2 separate regions of the Drosophila melanogaster genome follow, and region 2 is linked to region 1. A link is a contact called in public HiChIP or PLAC-seq data. All regions are on one chromosome and are shown on one strand. Each heading gives the region's core, a stretch centred on a gene start, on an enhancer-like site or on the middle of the called end of the contact. The rest is flanking DNA. Distances are from core to core; before and after follow the strand shown.

What was found. HiChIP or PLAC-seq counts read pairs in DNA pulled down with a chosen protein or histone mark.
Region 2: a Psq HiChIP or PLAC-seq map of the Kc167 cell line shows a contact between it and region 1, with 4 times the contacts expected there. The contact joins two enhancer-like sites. A contact is called at or near these places in 15 of 107 Hi-C or Micro-C datasets (the S2 cell line, cellular blastoderm embryo, embryo and 7 more) and 2 of 6 datasets of contacts at active chromatin or transcription factors (both in the Kc167 cell line).

The regions. Positions count from the first base shown.
Region 1 is chr3R:31,848,065-31,850,764 of dm6, reverse strand. It overlaps a transcript of heph not described here. Among named protein-coding and RNA genes, the nearest start is that of RhoGAP100F, 37 kb to the right of the region's middle. Within about 2 kb of position 1,379, at least 4 of the 39 cell types and tissues checked have an H3K27ac peak or open chromatin away from gene starts, as enhancers often do. A contact at or near this core is called in the Kc167 cell line, the S2 cell line and gastrula embryo, where this site is marked.
Region 2 is chr3R:31,927,140-31,929,839 of dm6, reverse strand. All of the region lies in intron 4 of heph (hephaestus), which reads left to right. Among named protein-coding and RNA genes, the nearest start is that of CG2003, 50 kb to the left of the region's middle. Within about 2 kb of position 1,254, at least 30 of the 39 cell types and tissues checked have an H3K27ac peak or open chromatin away from gene starts, as enhancers often do. A contact at or near this core is called in the Kc167 cell line, the S2 cell line and gastrula embryo, where this site is marked.

The DNA.
Region 1 (2,700 bases), core at 130-2,629:
GTTGTTAAACTAGCGCAAATTATACAAAACCGACATGTATGTATTGAACTACAAAAAACAGGAAACAGGAAATTAAACCAATTTTAAGCTAAAAAGTATAATCTTAAAGTATGTATCAAAACACAAAAGGTAATAATATATTATCATAGACGTACTGGTAACGAAAGACATACGTGTTTTAGCAAGAAAACTGAAAGATTTTTTGATAATTTTACAAGGACCTCACAACGGACAACACACACAGAAGCGAACAAATATGGAAGTTTATATATATTTAGAAAGTGAAATTATTTGTATGTTGGAGCAAAGAACAAAGGAAATGAGATGAAGTAATAAAATGCAAAATACAGAAATGGTTAAAGAATCAACTAAATGTAACTTACATGATATGAATTTAGATCGTAAGCATGAGTAGAAGTGATCGTAATTTAAAATTAATACAGACACAGTGGAAACAATTAAATTACAATACAAAATTAACAAAAACGGAAAAAATTAAATGAGTATATCTAAACGAAAACGTGTACGAAAAGCAACAGTAAAATATTGTAAAATGTAATATTTATTATAACACTATATTTACAGTTATAAACAAACGCGCAGGCAATACAGAAATATGACCGAAGTGGGCAAGCGGATCACGTCAGAAAAAATTTGTTTAAATCAGCTCACTAGAAAAAGTCGACAATGACTACCTACTTTTTCATATAACACAGAACGCTTAGCGAACATTTTAAAGCCAACTCTAGCGTTTCATGTGCATACTGCAACTAGCTCTCCAAATAATCTTAACCTTAAATCTATTTATCCTACCTATATATGATCTATGTCTATCTATAATATATTTATATATAAACAATTTACACGTTTTGTTAGAGCATCTAAGCAAAATGAAGCGAAATGATATAAATCTATATCAGACCCACGACTGCTAGAATTTCATACGAGAACTCTTGACAAATCAAAATTTCATAAAAGTATTTAGCGAACTTACTTCTACAACTGCATAGAGCCGAAGCTACCCAGAATACGTTAACGATTCCAGTTGGACCCTTTCACAACAACCACTTCTACTAAACAATCAGCAAAGGTTAAGGACGGGGATCAGATCGGTGTCCTTGCTGATCGTTGGTATGCAGCGTTCAAAGAGTAATCAAATATTTAGCCCAACGATAATATAGATACAAAGGCGCTACTGCGTGCAAATGTTGATAGTAAACACGACACCGAGCAGCATACGAATTAATATACTTAATAGAGAATATAAATCAAATACTATCATAAATATACATTCAATCCAGATACAGTAACAAATTGCGAAGTCGGAGGCGAGAAGTCAGATGCGCAAAGTAGGCAATGCTAATTGACAAACAGTACACAAAAAGTATTACTTTACCATGTAGAGAAACGACTAACAATTAATTTACACTTAAACTGAAGTCTCGTATTGAAGAACCGATTAAACAAACAGAATCAAATAAGAACGAGTTGCATTGGCCGAAGTCAAAATGTCGAAACCAATGTGATCTTGAACGGCTTAATCGCAGGAAGTAACATAATTCAATCGGAATAATTAGTGATGAGGTCTTAGAAAAGCCAACAGTTTTATGTTGTACATTAATAGTTGCAAGAAGAAATTTTACCGTAATTCATAGTGAAACAAAAAGCGAAGACTAATCGAAAGTTACATATATACAAGGAGAGCACATGTTCGAATGTTGTGAGCCATGTGTGCCATGTGTGTGTGGTATAACACACGCAGGCTTATCTATGTGCTACTTTAACAGTTAAATGAAAACAGATATATGTGTATTGTACTATATGTAATTGTAGGTATAACTATACATTAGTGTCGACGAGAACGCAGCACATTATTAGAGATATACCGATTGACTAAACATGGAATACCAGAGTTAAAACTAATCACAAACTACAATCAAGTCAACGTAAAGATGGGAGAGAAACAGTTTTGAGTTACGGAACTACATGCACAACATATTTGACATGAACAGAAACATATCAGCATTTTTTGACACATGAAAAGTTTATTTAGACCCCACCTTTTGTTGTGTAGATCCCTTAATTTATGTTATTTCCGCCTTACTTGAGACCGTTATTTTTCAGTATTGTCCAAATACACAAAAGGGATGCATTATAGAAGCAGTGTTTGCTACAAATTGTTAGTTCGGCAAAAGTAAAAAAAAAAAATTATTTATTTAAGAAGTAAGCATACGCTGAAGTCATAGATGGAAGCATAGGGAAATTTTTCGGAATATTAGAAGAGACAGACGATAATACAACATTAAGCAGAGATGTTAATATTCATTTGTACAGAATAGCAGTTTGTCTTTGTTGTTTTTTTATACAGAGTAATTATCTTTTTGTCGCTCAGCTTCAGTTGAGATATCCTTTGTAAGCAGATAATATGTTGTTTATGGCGAATTCAAATAACACGAATCAAAAACGTATGTTTATGGTTTTTTTTTTTGGTTCGTAAAATTAGACCAACTTAGAAAACGAGTATACTATACATTACCTTTACCTATAGTTAGCTAAATCTGTATGTGCTTCACATGATGCTTTTGCCCTAATTGTTTTCCACAGCATTTTTGAGACCACTTAGTAAATCATAAAAGTTCATAACAGGCAGAAGTTCCTACTTTATAGTAAAAAGGTAAACGTTTAAAACATAACTAACAA
Region 2 (2,700 bases), core at 5-2,504, 79 kb before region 1:
ACTGAGCAAACAGCTTGGAAACCAAGGCACACGAAAACAACCCCAAGGTGGTAATAAAGACCGCGAAAAAATCCTGCAAACCGCACGATAAATAAAGATATTGACAATGAAACATGAAAGATTCTGCAGCGAGGGCTAATAGAAAATGGTTGAAATTAGGAAGTGTGCTTGGGGATTTGAATAAACAAGCTGGGCGGCGGCAAGTTCGTGGGAAAAGCGCTCGAAAGTGGCACGACCTCATCAACTAACTCGCTTTGAAGTGTTGAAGTCAGTCAGCCTGCACTTCTATTAATAATCCGCAGAACTGGCGGCCCTCGGCAAACTTACGAACGCACAAATAAACTTTTTAAATTTAAAAATTCATCAAACTTTCAAGCCGGGCCGACAAGTCAAACAAACTAGATGAGCTCTGGGAGGGGTCAACATGCTAAAAAAAAGTATATATATGTATATAAATAAATGAAAAAAAAAATTACATTAATCCGTAATCGAAAAACTTGACTCCGATCCGGAAAAAAGTTTTCGCTGTGCGTTAAAATACATAACATTTGTTGTAATAAGCGATTTACGACTATGCTGCGTAAAAAGTATTTTTTAACTACAAAATTTCAATTATCTTCCTCTGTTGGGGATCGTCCGGTACGAAAACAATTTGAAATTTAAATGCACCGGAGACAAAGTTCTCTTTTCCCCAAAAAATTATGTCAAGAAGTGGGACAGGCAATATGTTGCCCAAAATAAGTGAGGGCAGACCGAAAAGGGAGTGCTTCGTGCTTGCATCAAATTGAGATGAGAAAATAAAATTCAATAAACTCTTGTTAAGCACGCAGCGTTACAGCAGTAGGATAGCGGGAAGGGGACAGCAGCTGCGTGCTCAGAAACAGGACAACGTTTTAAATATTGACAGCTAGAAAAGGGAGTCCGTTTTCCGCCCGTCCTATCTCTGGGATCCCTGATGACGAGGCTGCCGAGTAAATAGATAAATCAACCCCAGAGACATGTACACCAAGAATTTTTGCATTGATAAAAGCTGGAGCCGACTCACCGGTGGGCAAGGGGGTGGGTGGGTCCTGGAGGGGGACGGGATATATTGCCTAAGCATTGTTATGATTTATCCGGCCCTCAATCGATTTTCGTAGCACACTTTTTGGTACTGACGAAATTTCATTTCTACTGATGAGTTCTCTTGTGATTGCGCTAATCTGGGAGTCCGCAACATATGCTAAGATTATTGTGGACTGTCGCAGGGGTAAAGTGAGGCACTTTATGGAAAATGTAAACTATGTTTGTTGAAACAGGTTTATTTCTTCGCTGCTTCACTGTGCCTTGGCTTGTCGTTGCTATTCGCCTGTCGCTGACAAACAAATTAAAAAGTTATGACTAAAACGTTTCGCGCTCGGCAATGAAATGAAATTTATTCGCTCGGACAACTTAGCACTGTTCAGCACTCAGCTATGCCGCTGGCTAAATTTAAATTGCTTTTGTTGCGCTTTTGTAGTTGCTGCCGCTGCTCCTCTTTCTGCTTCTGCTTCTGGTCGCGCTCCTCCGGCAACTGATGATGATTTTCCTTTTTGTGAGCGCAAGTTTTCTTTGTTGTTTGCACAAATAGTTTTTGTCGCCCGTTCGCAGCCATAAAAAATACCAGAATTTCTTCTAAATAACAACGCGGCGCGTGGGAAAAGATCCTTAAAAAAATAGTAAAAATGTGTGTAGCTCCGAATTAAGTTTGCAGTTAAACGTCCACCGCTAAGCGCATTAGGAGGAAAGTTTTAGCAACCGATGGCGCTTCCAGCTTTCCCTTTATTTCGAACCGAACTTTTTGGAAATCATTAAAAGCTTAAATGCGGCGACCACGAGCATATGAATATGAATATTGAATGTGTGCGACGGAATGAGTGACTGACGGAGGAGAACATTAAAAGCAAGCGGGCCCTTCAACCCCCTAAGCCAACTAGCGAGGTTGTAACTTTGGCTTTTACGAGCGCAAAATGTTTGCCCTCCAGTGTACTAATCCACCGAGCACACGAGCTCACTAGCACACCAGGAAACTAGCAAACTGCCAAACTAAAGAGTCTGGCAGGAGCATGTGAGCATGTGAGCAGAGGCCAAAGCCCGAGACCAACTCGGGCACTCACTCAAACTAGCGACAAACTAACTTATTAATATGCGATGCACACTTTGTTGCTGTATTAATTGCAATATTAAATTTCCACTAATACTCGCTTAACAGGGTCAGGCCAGGACTCGCCTTCTTTATACACTGGGAGAAGAAAAACAATGCTATTTGGATATATACAATGTACGATTTCATTATTTCAAAACCATGGTCGTATATACACCTAGTCTAGTACTTTCTAATCAAAGCTTCGGAATCGAAACGCTCCTTTAACTCTGAAGTCTTTTTTCGCAGTGTCCGCTCAACTTGTTCTGCTTGAAAAGTTTCGCCGCAACTTTTAGCGGAGTAAAGTGAGTTGAAAACACCTAGAACAAAGTAATTATTACATGTTTACGTGCGCCAGGATCACGTATCCCTATTCCTTTCGCGGTACTCATTCTGCCATTCTTATTCCTATCCCGCTTCTGTTTACTGTGCCATTTGAGAGATGGTTTCATTCGGCATGCGGCACGGCTGCGCTGAAAAGCGATACTAATGATAAGTTCTGCTAGGAGTCCGTCAGCGAAATGAACTCAATTTGCTAC